Linked DNA regions of Canis lupus: regions 2 and 3 are each linked to region 1. A link is a contact called in public Hi-C data. All regions are on one chromosome and are shown on one strand. Each heading gives the region's core, a stretch centred on a gene start, on an enhancer-like site or on the middle of the called end of the contact. The rest is flanking DNA. Distances are from core to core; before and after follow the strand shown. Region 1 holds the start of ALG11 (GDP-Man:Man(3)GlcNAc(2)-PP-Dol alpha-1,2-mannosyltransferase). Region 2 holds the start of INTS6 (integrator complex subunit 6). Region 3 holds the start of WDFY2 (WD repeat and FYVE domain-containing protein 2).

Region 1 (5,109 bases), core at 692-3,191:
ATCCTAAAGAAATAGTCAACTGTCAGGATGCCTGGGGGGCTCAGGGGTTGAGCACCTGCCTTTGGCTCAAGGCGTGATCCTAGAGTCCTGGGATCAGTCCTGCATGGGATTTTCTGCAGGGGGCCTGCTTCCCCTCTGCCTGTGTCTCTGCCTCTCTCTGTGTCTCTCATGAATAAATAAATAAAATCTTAAAAAAAAAAAGAAAAAAGAAATAGTCAACTGTCACACTACAAATCACACACAAGGATGTTCACTACAACATGGCTTGTGAGAGGGGAGAAATTAGAAGCACCCAGAAGGATCACCCACAGGGAAAAGATAAACACACTGTGGTATGCATACGGTATGCATCCATACTGTACAGAGGTTAAACTGAACAAGACGGATGCTTACATACTGAGCTGAAACAATCTCTAAAACACAGTTGTATTGAAGAAAATAAAGTTGCAGGATATACACTATGTGATTTCATTTATGTGAAACAAAACATTTTAAAACTACACACATACAAAACCTAAAGATTTCTCTGGATGCACACACACACACACACACACACACACACCTTTTTTTGGTAACCACGGTATTTTCAGCTCTTCAACACCATGCCTGAAACACAGTAACTTTTCAATAAATGTTTGCTGAACAAATGGAGACATATATAAATAAATAGAAAAGGATTACAAAGTGCATCTGCTTTTCATGCTTGATACTTCTGTACTGTTTGCATTTTTAAGTGACTGCATTAACGTATTACTTGTGTAATTAAAATGAATCCAAAGTAGTTCTTAAAAAAAAGAAAAGTCGCAGGGGGCGCCTGGTTAAGTGCTCTTGATCTCGGTTCAGGGTCCTGAGTCCCCGTCGGACTCCACCGTGGGTGTGGAGCCTGTTTAAAAAAAAAAAAAAAAAAAAAAGTTGCAGGACCTGAATAGACCGTACAGAGATCCGCACACTCTGAGTAACTTCTCTGGGCAATTAATTTAATCAGCCCGGGCAATTCGCGCTCTTACGCGGCAGCAAGTCGACGCTCACTTTACGTCGCCAGCTTCAGATTCCTCAGCACCAAGATGAATGGGAAAGTGTCCTGCAGACCCGCCGGGGCCCCCGCCTGTCCTGGGGCTGCTCGGGGTAGGATCCCGACTGCCCCCGGGCTGGGGCTCCGCGCCCCGCCCCCCGCGGACGCCGGCCGCCAGCCGCCAGGTGGGCGAGCAGGGGCCGCCAGGTGGGTGTGCGCGCCCGGCGCCCGGGAACGACACTTACTGTCCGACCGGCCTCTTCGGCTTACGGCTGCAGCATCGTCCTCCGGGGGCACCGAATCCTGCGGTCACCTGGTGGGGGGGGGGGGGGGGGAACAAGGGCGCGGTGAGCGCTGCATCTCTGCGGCCGGGCGCCCGCACGGGGACAGGCCCGGGACCCGCTGCCCTCGCCCGCGGGTGGGTCAGACGCGCGCCACGGGCCCCGGAGCCGCGCTCGCACCCTGGCAGGGCCGGTCCTCCCCGGGGCTCCGCTACCTCGGGCCGGCGCGCTGCGGACTCGGTCTGCGGCCTGCAGCGAGCGCCGGGAGGGCCGCGGGGCGGGCGCGGAGATGCGGACCCAGGGCGCGCCGGCCGCGGGCGGGGAAGGTGCGGCGCGGCGGGCGCCGGCTCCGGCTCCGGCTCCCGGTCCGGGTCCGCGCCTGGCTCCCGAGCGCCGGATCCCAGGCGTTACAGCCGCGCCGGGGGTGACCTCTGCACCTGGAAAATCGACCCGAGGCGCGCAAGGACCTCCCATTGGTCTCAACCGCCCGCGGGCCCGGGGCGGGGGGCTTCCCGTGGGGGAGGGAGCCGAGGGCGGGGCGCCGGTGTCCATCGCAGGCCACGCCCCCCAGCCCAACTCCCGCTCCGGCCCCGCCCACTGGAGGCGGGACCCTTGTGCGCCACGCCGAACGCTCGTCTCCTCCCCGGGAGATCCTATTGGCTGGAAGGCCGTGGGAAGCTACTGCCAGCAGCCAATTGGAACGCAAGATGGGCCCCGCGGAGGCGGAGAGAACACCCCCCGCCCCCCGCTTCCTCAGGAGCCAATAGAGAAGAGTAACAGCGAAGCGCTTCCGGAGGTCGGGGGTCGAGGGAAGATGGCGGCCGCCAAAGGGGGCTGGTGCCTGTGCGAGTTACTGAGGTGAGGAGCGCGGTGGGGCGGGTTTGCAGGCGTTTTCTTTCGCGGGGACACTTGTCCGCCTCGTGCAACTGGAACTTGCGGGGAGGGGGTCTTCCTGCCCCGGTCCTCGTCTGTTTCCGCAAAGACAGCGCTTTCCTCTCACCTCGGAGTTTCCAGTCAGACTGGAGCTGACCGGATTAAAGAGTCCGCCTACCGCCTCGTGTCGGCCTGCCCCGTGCGGTGAGGGCCGGCGTTTCCCTCCTGGTGCTCTCCTCGCTCTGTCACGGATCGTTCCTACTCACTTCTCCTCTTCCTTTGTGACTGAGCCACGAAGCCCTCCGAACTACCGCGTCTGTCCCTTGGTGGAGGATGGGCTCTCCCTCTCCCGTCGTGGCCGCCCCTCCTCACCGACACGGTCATGGTCAGACGTCATCGACTCCGTCAGCTTTGCAGACAAAACCACTGTCCTACCAGCAGCAATGGTTTGGTTTTGGCCTTGGTTTTCCGGGAAGAGCAGAGAGGCACGGGCTCTGGCGAAACCGAAGGAGAGGGCCCCCGGCTCCCGGACCGGAAGCTGGGGGGCGGGGCGGGCGGGGTGAGTGACACCCGAGGGGACGCGGGGGGCCGGGGGGGTCTCCTGGCGGCTCCTGGGACGCTCTGGGAGATGCGCGCGCACCCCCGGCCCGCAGTGCTGATCCCGCGGGACCGGAAGCTGGGGGGCGGGGCGGGCGGGGTGAGTGACACCCGAGGGGACGCGGGGGGCCGGGGGGGTCTCCTGGCGGCTCCTGGGACGCTCTGGGAGATGCGCGCTGGCGGCGGGGTCTGCGCAGGCAGCTCCTCCCCAGGACTCGGGGCGTGATGCTCGGCCTTCGTGGGACTGAGGGATGGGGCTCCGCGCTGGCCTCCTGAGCCCTCTCAGGGACGGTTTTAGTTCACAGATAGAAAGTTCATGTTGAATCCTCAGCCCCATGATTATCCGCTGATCTTTATTTCTGGTTGATGGAAGAATAGTCACATAAAATTTTATCACATAGTCACTACATTGTTTCTTGTAAAAAAAGTTAGGAAATAGATGAGCAAAAAAGAAAAATCACCAGGCATGCTACCATCCAGAGATAACGACTGTTAACATGTTGGTGGAAAAAACAAACAAACAAAAAAAAAAACAGACTTTTTTCCTACATTTGTTCTAGTAATAGTACTGCATTTTACATGTTTTGCCCTGTATTCATGTATTTATATAAAAAGAAGACCTAGTATATTCCATCTACAGAGGTCTGTAACACCAACCTATTTTTGTTCAGGTTGAAAATTTGTAATTAACACATAGCATCCCGAAAAGCGGTATTCTCTCCAGACTTTGGGTATTATTTCTTCACTTTTGTCTCCTCTACTCCAGATTCTATAATGATTATTTAAAATATTTTGGACAGGAAATTCTATTTTCAGAGGCTTCATGTTCTTCCCTGCCATTTGAAACATCCATAATTCAGTCCTTTGCACATTATAATGGCTAAATAAATGTTTGTTGAATGAATGACTCACTGTTGATTGCAGTTATCTTTTTAAAAAAATACCTTATTTATTCATGAGACGCACAGAGAGAGAGAGAGAGAGAGAGGCAGAGACACAGGCAGAGGGAGAAGCAGGCACCATGCAGGGAGCCCAATGCAGGACTTGATACCGGGACCCAGGATCACACCCTGGGCTGAAGGTAGGTGCTAAACCACTGAGCCACCAAGAAAGCCTTGTGTTTCTATGATAAACATTATTTAATGGCACATATTTTTAGTTATATTTAAATAAATTCTAAAATTGGTAGTTTTTTTTTTTAAAAGATTTATTTATTTTAGAGGTGGGGAGAGGGGGAGAGAGAACCCTTCGCAGACTCCCTGCTGAGCCCAGTGTCTGATGAGGGGCTCCATCCCAGGACCCTGAGATCATAAACTGAGCTGGCACTTAACTGACTGAGCCACCCAGGTGCCCGTAAAATGAGTAGTTTTAATGTGCAAGCAATGGAGGATGTTTAATAAATTTATCTATAGAGTCTGAGTCTTTAAAACTAATAGACTCAATAAAGGACTGGCTCAACTTTAGTCATTAATATGGGTTTTTTTTCCTGATTTTTAAAAAAGATTTTATTTATTCATGAGACACACACACACACACACACACACACACACAGAGGCAGAGACACAGGCAGAGCGAGAAGAAGCAGGGAGCCTGACGTGGGACTTGATCCCGGGTCTCCAGGATCACACCCCGGGCTGCAGGTGGCGCTAAACTGCTGCGCCAGGATCCCTGGGTGGCGCAGCTGTTTGGCGCCTGCCTTTGGCCCAGGGCGCGATCCTGGAGACCCGGGATCGAATCCCACGTCGGGCTCCCGGTGCATGGAGCCTGCTTCTCCCTCTGCCTGTGTCTCTGCCTCTCTCTCTCTCTCTCTCTCTCTCTCTCTCTGTGACTATCATAAATAAAAATTTAAAAAATAATAAAATAAAATAAAATAAAATAAAATAAACTGCTGCGCCACCGGGGCTGCCCTTTTTTCCTGATTTTAAGTTAAATAGGTCAAGTTGAAAATCTATCATATGAATCTTACCACTTAAATCGTTAGAAGGAAATGTCATAAAAATCTTTGTATTATGTAATATAGGTCAGCCACATTTTTTTAAAGATTTTATTTATTTATTTCTGAGAGACACAGAGAGAGGCAGAGACATAGGGAGAGGGAGAAGCAGGCTTCACACAGGGAGCCTGGTGTGAGACTCGATCCGGGGACCCCAGGGTCACACCCTGGGCAGAAGGCAAGTGCCATACCACTGAGACACCCAGGGATCCCCGGTCAGCCACATTTTAAGTTAAATGGGCTTTTGGCTTGTCCTGGGAAAGCTGTATAATATTGCTTTAATGAATTCATATATTCCAAATGTTAAATAAATGACAAATCTTTCCACTTCTGTCAAACTCTGTTCATCCTTT
Region 2 (5,109 bases), core at 781-3,280, 380 kb before region 1:
TTCTCCTCCCCGCCAGCAATCTCAAAAGTTATAATGGACCACCACCTTGCATTATTTCCTAGTGAACCATAATGGGGGTGGGGGTGGGGGTGGAGGGGCAGAGAGGATAAAGAGAATTCAAGCCGTCTCTTTTCCAAAAGTCTGGAGTTCAAAAATAATAACCACCTCTGGACCTGCGATCTAATTCAGAAATGAATTTATAATTTTTTCTGCATAGTCGCTTACTGCAGTTGCTTCAACAGCTGAGACACCTTAACGTACTCAGCTATCTGCCGTCCAATGAAAATCTTCTTACCTTTCAGAATAGCTATAAAACACGGTGGTTAAAATAAACCCTGGTAAGACAAACAGGAAAGTTTCCACTGACGTTTTCAGTAATACAGAAATGAAGACCACTAATCAACTAGTGTCTGTCAGTCAGTGCCGTCGCTGCACAGGCGTCTGTGGGTAGAGCATCCCAGAAACTGAGCGTGGTCAGGGTGTTTTCTTTTAAAACCTGAGTGAGCCTTACTTACGGGATCAAAAGCAAATTCGTGTCAACTGTATGGCACAAAACTCAGGCTCTAATTGGGAATACAAATACATTTTCGGGGGGGGACGGTCAGAAAGAAAAAAAAAAAGCAACGAGGGCTTTAAGACCATAGACAGCATGGTCGGTTTCACTTTTGCACTTGTGCACATTGTCCTTTAACCCGAAACGTTTCCTACTTGTATTTCGCGTTATATACGTTTCAGACTTGACTGGGTTTCTTTTTTTTTTCCCCACAAGAAGAAGGGAAAGGAAAAAAAAAATGAGCTGCTTTTTCCACCTTGACGTTGGTTCAACCTACCTGCCCATAGTTGTCTATGCCAGTTACTAATCTATTTAAATTTAATAAATCAAAAGCTGTCCTTAGGGATTGGCCAAGAGTCGTAAGTCCTTCGGCCTGAAGGTTCTTCAGTTCATTCATAAACGTTGCGTGGTTTTCCTTCCATCCGGCCTGAAAGGAAAAATGTGGGAATCGTGGTTTTTTTGTTTTTAGTGTATTTTTCTTCTTCTCCTCCTTCTCCTCCTCCTCCTCCTCCTCCCGCGGTCTCGCATCCTCGGGCGCCTCGGGGCCGCCGTCCGCCCGCTGAGGGGCGGCTTCCGCGGGCCGCAGGGCCGGGCGCCGCGCACCTCAGAGCGCCCCTCCCCCCGCCGGCGCCGCTGAGGGGGGCGGCCGTCCGCGAGCTCCCGGCGGCCGTCCCGCGGCCCCCCCGCCCGGGTCCCCTTCACCGCGGAGCCCGCTCGGCGCGGCCGGCCCGGCTGTCACTCGGCGAACTTGAATAAATATCCCCCACAGTGCCTTGCTGCCGCTCGCGCCGCGGAGGGGAAATGTCGGCCATGTTGAGCGCCGCGCCGCCGCCGCCGCCGGGGCCGCCGGGCCGGGCCGGGGAGGGGAGGGGAGGGCTCGGCGGGCGCCCCGCGAGTCGGGGCCGCGCCGGGGCGGGGGCGGGGGCGGCGGGCCGGCGGCGGCGGCGGGGGGGCGGCGGGGGGGGGGGGCGGGGGGGGGGGAGGGGAGCGCGGTGGGGGCGGGGAGGCGCGGGCGGCGCTCCTACCTTGATGGCATAGGGCGGCTCTTCGAAAGTGACCAGCATGTACCTGTCTCCGCGGCTCGCAGGGTCCCGGGCGCGGAGCTGCGGAGAGGGAGGGGCGGCGGCCGCGGGGGCCGGGGGCGCGGTGACGAGGCGCCCGCCGAGCCCCGCCAGCCCCGCGCGGTGGGGGAGGGGCCGCCCGGCGCCCGCAGCCCGCGGCCCGCAGCCCGGGGCCCGCACCGCACCGCGCCGCGCCGCGCCCCCGCCCGCCCCCGCCCCCGCCCCCGCCCGCCGGGCGCGCCGGCCGCTCGGTACCTTCATGAAGGTCTCCACCGCGCCTTTGGCCGTGTCCAGGTAGGTGGTGCCCAGATGGCTGCGCTGGTTCATGGAGGCAGACGTGTCTATCAGGAACAGCAAGATGGGCATAGTGCCGGCCGGGCGCACCGGGGCCCGAGGCGGCGGCGGGCGCGGAGACGACGGCGGCGGCGGCGGCGGCGGCGGCGGCGCGGGGCGGGGAGCGCGGCCCCCGGGGCGAGCGCGCCGCCCGGCCCTGGCCTCCGGCGGCGGGGAGTCCCCGCGCCCGCACTTGCGAGGAAACTCCCCGGCCCCGGCGGCCCCGGCGCTCCCGGCGCCCCCGCCGCCCCCCGCCCCCGCCTCCGCCTCCGCCTCCGCCGCCGGGGCGCTCGGCCGGCCCGGCCCCCCCCGCCTCGGGGGCCCCGTCCCCGCTCCCGGCCCCCGTGTGTGCCCCGGCGGGAGACGGGCCCGGCTCCCCTCCCACCCCCGGAGCGGGCGCGGGCGCGGGCGCGGGCGCGGGCGCGGGGGCAGGGGCTGACGGGGACCGGCCCCGGGGCTGTTGGGAGAAGTTTCGGGGACTCGCTCCGCACCCCGGCGGTGTCACCACTTTCTCAGCCCCTCTCGCTACTGAAGCGCTTTTCTCTCGCACGCTCCGGTTTTAACTCGGGCAGGGGCCGCGGGGGCCCCGCCCCTGACACGTCCCCGGCCCACGTGACGCGCCGCCCCGCCGCCCCATTGGCCCGTGCGCAGCCTCGCATTAGCATATTCAAACAGCTGGGGGGCGGGGCGGGCCCGCGGGCCGGCGGCGGCGGCAGTTACGGAGCACGCGCGGAGGCGGGGGCGGGGCGGCGGGGCGGGGCGGGGCGGGGCGGCGGGCGCGCGTGCGTGCGGGCGCCGGGGACGAGCGGGCGGGCGGGCGCGGAGGCGGGCTCCGCGGAGGGGCGGGGCGGGGCGGGGCTGCCGGCCTCCCGGGCCGCTGGAGGTGACCGGGGCCGGGGGGAGGGAGGTGCGGGCCGGCGCGGCCCCCGGTGCCCCGGCGCTCGGCGGCGCCCCCTCCGCGGCGGGCGGGCCAGGCGGGGCCGAGCCCCGAGTCCGACGGCCGCTCGGCGGCGGGCAGCCCCGCGGTCCCGGGTCGGCGCGGGGCGGGGCGGGGGAGGGGCGGCGGACGCTGTTGATGACCCGGGGCCGGGCGCCGCCAGCGCCGCCGCCCCCGCGGGCCGCGGGGAGGGAACCGGGGAGGGGGGTGGAAGGAGCCGGGGGGAGGGCCGGGGGAGGCGGGGGGGAGTGTCGACGGGGGGCCGAGGAGGGTGGGGGGAGCCGGGAGAGGGACGGGGGCCAAGGGGGAAGGGAACCGGGAGGGCCGAGGGAGGTCGGGGGTGGGGGGAGCCGAGGGGGTCGATGGGGGGAGCCAAGGGGGGTCGGGGGCAGGAAACCGGGGGCGGGGGTCGGGAGGGCCGAGGGAGGTCGGGAGGTGGGGGGAGCCGGGGGTCGATGGGGGGACCAAGGGGGTGTCGGGGGGAGGGAACGGGGTGGTGGAGGGAGTCGGGGGGGGAGCCGGCGGGGGTCAGCAGGGCGGGGGGCCGGGGGTGGGAGGAGCCGGGGGGGGGCGCCGGGGCGAGGGCGGGACCCGCGAGAGGCGCTGCGCGGCGCGTCCGGGCCCCGGGGACAGCGCTTCCCCCGCGCGGCCCGACGTCCCCACCGGCGCGGGCCGCGGCGCCCGAGAACCCCGAGGTTGGCTGCTCTTCGGCTGAGAGGCCGAGCTCCGCCCGCGCAGGTGCTGCCCCGAGGCCGCCCCGGATTCCGGGCGGGGGCGGGGGTGCAGCCGGGTCCCGGGCCGCGGGGTGAACCCAACCCCCCCCCCCCCCCCCCCCCGTGTGCTCCAGACCGACCTCCCACAGGAACAGGTCCAGGCCCTCTCCTGCCGCCCTGCCATCCCGATTTTATTTTATTATTTTTCTATCCTGAAAAAATTTGCATCTCGATTTTGTTTTCTGTTTTTTCATCCTGAAAAAAATTTGCATCTCGATTTTATTTTTTTCATCCTGAAAAAATTTGCATCTCGATTTTATTTTCTGTTTTTTCATCCTGAAAAAAATTTGCATCTCGATTTTATTTTATTTTTTTCATCCTGAAAAAATTTGCATCTCGATTTTATTTTTTTCTTTGAATCCTGAAAAAATTTGCATCTCGATTTTATTTTTTTTTAATCCTGGAAAAATTTGCATCTCGATTTTTATTTTTTTAAATCCTGAAAAAAATTGCATATCGATTTTTTTTAGTCCTAAAAAAATTTGCATCTCGATTTTATTTTTTTATCCTGAAATTCTTATTCGCCTCATGATCATGTCATGAAATGGGCTTATTAGTCTTCACCCGAAACAGACCTTGGTGGCACTTTAAAAAAAAAAAAAAAAAAAAAACTTGGGGATCCCTGGGTGGCTCAGCGGTTTAGCGCCTGCCTTTGGTCCAGGGCCTGATCCTAGAGACCCGGGATCGAGTCCCACGTCGGGCTCCCTGCATGGAGCCTGCTTCTCCCTCTGCCTGGGTCTCTGCCTCTCTCTGTGCCTCTCATTCATGAGTAAATAAATGAAATCTTAAAAAAAAAAAAATCTTGAGTTTCATAACTTGGCCTTTTCCTGATTCTTAGGACAACCTCGGAACTTCTTGTTAATTTACAGTAGGGCTATTTTAGTGATCTCCTGTTCCGTATGTACCATAGAAGGGCAAGAGATTTTTAAGAGAGTTGGACCACAAAATACAACGGAGTGCAGGTCTATGTCCGTTATTTGCGGAGGACGGGGGGAGTTAAAAATGATTAAAGTGTGTATCCTGCCTTCAAAAAGCCTATGTTTTTTTTTTTTTTAGAAAAATATTACATCCATATTATTAGCTACTACAAGGCAGAGAGTGATTAGAAACTAAATAATTCAGAGAAGAGAAAAATGTATTATTCTTGGGTGATGAACATAATCAGGGACAGTATACTTCTATGTTCCTTAAAGCCCTGTTCTCAAACTGAAATCCCAGATCTGGAGATAAGATCAGAGTTCTTTGATAGTTGACAATTTGTGTTTTCATTCTAACGACTCTACAAATCGTTATAAAGACAACGTTTTTTGTTTCAAGGTGATAATTTACAATGGAAAGATTTTCATGGGATTAGTCTTTAGCTTTGCTGTATCCAGGCTTTTCAAACTGGTCCGTGGACCCCTGCCTATCCTAGTATGCATTCTCTAGAATGACAAGAATGTCCTTTGCATT
Region 3 (5,109 bases), core at 1,380-3,879, 300 kb before region 1:
CTTTGCAAGTCAAGTCTTAGAGAGTGTGAGGCTGGAGAAGCATTTTATCTCAGGTGCAATGGTAAGCACTGACAAATTTTAAGCAGAGCAGTAATATGATCTGGTTTATATTTTCAAGCAAAATCCTCTGGCCACTTTAATAAAAATGGATTGGATGGGTTGGGGTTGGGCTGAATGGGGTAAGCGTTCAAGAGAAGCAGCAGGGAAAGCAGTTAGGTTACTGTGGTGGCAGAGGCCAGAGCATATGGTGACGTGGACTGGGGTAGAGGTGATGTAAGTGGGAAAATAAAGATTTATTATTATTTATTTATTTATTTATTTATTTATTTATTTATTTATTTTTAACTTTTATTTATGTATGATAGGCACACAGAGAGAGAGAGAGAAAGGCAGAGACACAGGCAGAGGGAGAAGCAGGCTCCATGCACCGGGAGCCTGACGTGGGATTCAATCCCGGATATCCAGGACCGCGCCCTGGGCCAAAGGCAGGCGCCAAACCGCTGCACCACCCAGGGATCCCCTAAAGATTTTTTTTTTTAAAGATTTTATTGGGACACCTGGGTGGCTCAGTGGTTGAGCATCTGCCTTTGGCTCAGGGCGTGATCCTGGAGACCTGGGATTGAGTCCCACATTGGGCTCCCTGTGAGGAGCCTGCTTCTCCCTCTGCCTGTGTCTCTGCCTCTCTCTCTCTCTCTCTCATGAATAAATAAATAAAATGTTAAAAAAATAAAATAAGATTTTATTTATTTATTCATGAGAGACACACGCAGAGAGAACCCGATGTGGGACTCGATTCCAGGACCCTGGGGTCACGGCCTGAGACAAAGCTTGATGCTCAACCACTGAGCCACCCAGGCGTCTGAGTGGGAAAATTAAAATCTACTTTGGAGGTAGCGCATGCAGATAGGGCTCGTTCATGGTTTGGACAAGAGCTGGGAGGAGAAGATAAGAATCAAGGATGACGCTTAGGAACTGAGTTCTAAACCACCGTGTGACTGATGCAGTGGATTTACAGATCTCTTCCGGGATGTTCGGAACACCTACTGAACAGGTAAGTGACGGAGTGGAGCAGCAGTACATAAAGGGGTTTGGAGGTCAGCAGTGGATAGGAGGAGAGTCAGGAGCCTAAGAATAGTACCTGATTCCACACAGTGGTAGCTGAATAATGACTCCCCCCCCCAATATGTCCATGTCCCAATCGCTCGAATCCTACAGCATCTATTGTGCATGAAGACACTTAAAATCTCTTTTGTAGGTCTCACGTGACACCCATGGTGGGTATTACTATTTTCCACTTAAGGGATGCGGAACCTGAGGCTCGGAGAAGTGGAACGCCTCGTTCCAGGTCCCCAAACTGGGAAACACCGGTCTCCCTTTCAAGCGCCTCGCAGAACTTCCGCAGAGATGGGCCGCGGTAGCGAGACAGGTGCTTTGCAGCATGCTGCCTCTGGACACGCGCTTCCAGGAGGCCCGGCCCTGGCGGGGCTGTTGGGACCCCCCGAGCCTGGTCCCACAGGTCGGGGAGGGTCATCGTGCAAGGAGCCCTGGCGCCAGGCACCCAGCACTCCGCAGTGACCTCGGTAACGCTCCCCCTTGTCCCTGCAGCAAGCTGCAAAGGCTGGACCCGGGATGGGAGCCGCGGCAGGTCGGGGGCGCGGGCCCCGGGGAGCCACAGTGACCCCGCACCGCTAAGGTCATTGAAGGAAACCGCACGGATCACAGCGCAGACGGCGTCTCAACGCCCTCGAAGACGCCTGCGCGAGGGATTCTCTCCGGTCTCCATCTCCGGGCTGCACAGTCGCAGGCAGCGGCCTGAGCCCAGCGGGTAGGGACCGCCTGCCGGCTCGGCCCGGCTGCCAGGTGGGCGATAGGTCGTTCCAGGCGAAGGGCGAGGAGGCCCCGGAGAACTACAACTCCCAGGAGCCCTCGGGCTGGCCCCGGTGCACGCTGGGAGCAGCCCGTGCCCGCAGCCGCGGCCCGCTGCTCTTAGAGGCCGCTCGCGACAGCTAAGCAGCGCGCATGCCCGGTCACGTCCCACCGCGTTCCGCCTTCCTGCCTGCGGGCGGCTGCTTTCCGGCCTCGCCCTGGCGCGCTCTCCCCGCCCCGCGTCCGCCCCCTTGGCGGGGACTCCGGAGGGGGCGGGGCACGTGGCAAGCGCGTTCCCGGGGGTGTTTGCCGCGCGCTCCCGGGACAGCAAAAGGGCGGGGACTGAGCCCCTGACGTGGAAGGTGACGAGTCGCGGAGCCCGCAGGTAACGGACAGCGCATGCGTCCCGGGGGCGGGCCTGACGGCGACGGGGCCGCGGGGGGCGGGGCTAGCGGGCCGGCGCACGCGCGTGGGGCCCCCCCGCCCCGCCCCGCCTCCTGCCCGGGGTTTCCGCTCCTCCCCCACCGCTCTTCCGGAAGAGCAGCCGCCCTCGCGCCCACCGGCGGCCGCCCCCGCGGCAGGCCCCGCCCTCCCGGCCCCGCCCCTCCCGCAGGCCCCGCCCCCGGCCCCGCCCCCCGCCGGCGGTGGCGCCGGCTCGCAGCCGGGTCGCGGCGGTCTCGGTGCCCCGAGCCGGGGGCGCGGAGTCGGTCCCGGGGCGCGGCCCCCGTCAGCCCGAGTCGCCGTCTCCGCCCGTGCCCGCCCCGTCGCCCCGGCCCGGCCCCGCGGCGCGCCGCGTCCCCCGATGGCGGCGGAGGTGCAGCCGCAGCCGCTGACCCGCAAGCCCATCCTGCTGCAGCGGGTCGAGGGGTCCCAGGAGGTGGTGAACATGGCGGTGCTCGTGCCCAAGGAGGAGGGCGTCATCAGCGTGTCGGAGGACAGGTGCGCCGCCGCCCTGCACGCGGGGAGGCTCGACGGCCCGGCGGCCCCGGGGTCTGCGTGCGGGCCGGGCCTGCGGCGGGGCGGGGCGGGGCGGCGCGGGGCGGGGGAGCGGGGCCCGGAGCCCGGAGCGCGGAGCCCGGAGCGCGGAGCCCGGAGCGCGGAGCCCGGAGCGGGTGGCCGGGCGCGGGGCCCTGGACCCGGGGCGGCCCTGCGGGGGGCGGGGGGCGGGGGGCCCCTGCAGGTGCGCGCCGGAGGCTGCTCGCGCCCGGAGCGCCGCGGTGCCCCGGTTGCCGCCCGCGCAGGCCCGCGCCGCCCCCCGCGCGGACCCCACCGCCCCCCGCCCCCCGCCCCCCGCTCCCCTGCGCACCTCACAGCGAATTCGGCGAATACTGCAAGCTGTGCGGAGTCTGACTCCCGGAAGGAGAGGCGCCTTGTCTTCTTTGCTCTCCTCCTCCGGTGTCTTGGAGGGGAAGCACCAGAACTTGCGAGGGACCACTGCTGCAGACAGCTCGGAGTTCCTTCCCTTTGCTCGCTTCCTTTCTTTTTTTTTTTTTGCTTAATTTTACTTAATTTGCAGAAGTGAAGCGGGTTGTTCTGCCTTTCCTACGTTCCCTTTGTTTTTCAGCCAGTAGTAGCATTTGCGCTTTAACGGAATTCATTTAATATGCAGAAATTAAGCTGATGACAGCAGATTTCCATGGGACTGATGCTTGAATATAGTGCTCACGGCGTTTATCTGGAACTGTTGTTTCAGTGGTACCCACTAACGTTCTGAAAAATGCAGCAGCGTCGAGGTATAGGACTTGGGGCTTTTACTTAAAACAGGAGGTAGGTTTTCTTAATGTCAGTTTTTTTTTTTTTTAAAGACTTTTTTTTTATTTATGATAGTCACAGAGAGAGAGAGGCAGAGACACAGGCAGAGGGAGAAGCAGGCTCCATGCACCGGGAGCCTGATGTAGGATTCGATCCCGGGTCTCCAGGATCGCGCCCTGGGCCAAAGGCAGGCGCCAAACCGCTGCGCCACCCAGGGATCCCTTAATGTCAGTTCTTTATGCTGAGCTAGAGAGATTTTTTCTCTGTGACTGGTACACTTGCAGGCAGGGGGAAAGCAGTAACGTGTTCGTTTCTGTCCTTATAGTCATTTCCCCAGTGTATGCACTTTGCATACATACCTACATCGAAAAAATTTGCCTGCTAGGTGTATTCATATGATAGGTTCTTCAGTGCCACTGGGATGAGTATATCAGGCACATGTGCTTGTCTGCATCCTACTCCCTACAAATGGCCAGAAGGTGCTGGATTCATTTCCTAAATCCAGTAGGGAAAATTGTAAAATTGTAAACATAGGCCAATGCTCCCTCCCCACCAACAACGAACAGAAAAAATATGTTGCAGAAATGGAGAAATGGAGAACATGGATTAAAAACCTTTTGAAATTCTCAAAGAAGTTTATGAGTGTTTAATTTTTTGATAGAGGCAAAATTCCATTTAGGGGATTGCTTCTGAACCTAGAAATGTTTTGTTACAGAATTGTTTCTAAAGGGATATATTGGTGTCAGTTTCCCCGTATATAACTGTAGGAAACCGCTTAACCTACCTGCTGTAGGAAATTCATAAATAAGTTTGTTGACTCAAGTAAAAGAAGGAGAAAGGTAGTTAAACTTAAGGTCCTTTAACATTAGTTTTGAAATTTTTTGCTTTTGTTGATAGTTTGAGAGTAGAGGTAAGTTTTTAGGATTTCTCTCTTTTTTTTTTTTTTTTTTGTTTTCTTTTTAGAGTTCAGAGGGATCTTAGCGGGTATTTGCTCTAATGGCTTCATTTTATGGATTCGAAAATTTAGGCCAGAGAATTTACCTGCCCAAATTCAGGTAGCAGGTGGTGAAGCCAGGCCTGGCTCAAGTCTCCTGATTCCCATTTTAGTGTGTTTCCCTAGAAGGAAACAGCTTTAGTGAGATGCATTTCAAGGTGTTTGGAAAAGCAGAAGTAGCATGTCTTTTTAAAAAAATATTTTATTTATTTATTCATGAGAGACAGAGAGTGGCAGAGACACAGGCAGAGGGAGAAGCAGGCTCCATGCAGGGAGCCCGAATGCAGAACTTGATATCAGGACCCCAGGGTCACGCCCTGGGCTGAAGGCAGTGCTAAACCACTGAGCCACCCAGGTGTCCCAGGTGTCTGAAAGAAACTGGAAGATAAATTTCATTTGTTTATAGGACAAAAGAAATGTGATGTGTAGCTATATAGTAGCCAGATTTTCACTTTTCTAGTTTATGATGTAAATAATAGGAATTATCAAATTACTGT

Evidence for each region. A called contact is a pair of places that touch in the nucleus more often than the background predicts.
Region 2: a contact with region 1 is called in a Hi-C map of blood, with 4 times the contacts expected there. The contact joins the promoter of INTS6 here to the promoter of ALG11 in region 1. A contact is called at or near these places in 3 of 9 Hi-C or Micro-C datasets (amygdala and blood).
Region 3: a contact with region 1 is called in a Hi-C map of blood, with 2.4 times the contacts expected there. The contact joins the promoter of WDFY2 here to the promoter of ALG11 in region 1. A contact is called at or near these places in 2 of 9 Hi-C or Micro-C datasets (amygdala and blood).

The regions. Positions count from the first base shown.
Region 1 is chr22:130,521-135,629 of UU_Cfam_GSD_1.0, reverse strand. It overlaps ALG11 (GDP-Man:Man(3)GlcNAc(2)-PP-Dol alpha-1,2-mannosyltransferase), which reads left to right and starts at 1,941. Exons shown (of 4, transcript XM_038569403.1): 1 at 1,941-2,151. The coding sequence starts at 2,108.
Region 2 is chr22:515,582-520,690 of UU_Cfam_GSD_1.0, reverse strand. INTS6 (integrator complex subunit 6) reads right to left here and starts at 2,030. Exons shown (of 18, transcript XM_038569412.1): 1 at 1,870-2,030; 2 at 1,579-1,656; 3 at 831-980. The coding sequence starts at 1,980. LOC102156143 (a long non-coding RNA gene) reads left to right here and starts at 1,832. Exons shown (of 5, transcript XR_005376118.1): 1 at 1,832-1,908.
Region 3 is chr22:435,427-440,535 of UU_Cfam_GSD_1.0, reverse strand. It overlaps WDFY2 (WD repeat and FYVE domain-containing protein 2), which reads left to right and starts at 2,629. Exons shown (of 12, transcript XM_038569406.1): 1 at 2,629-2,805. The coding sequence starts at 2,669. LOC119865164 (a long non-coding RNA gene) reads right to left here and starts at 3,428. Exons shown (of 3, transcript XR_005376111.1): 1 at 3,173-3,428.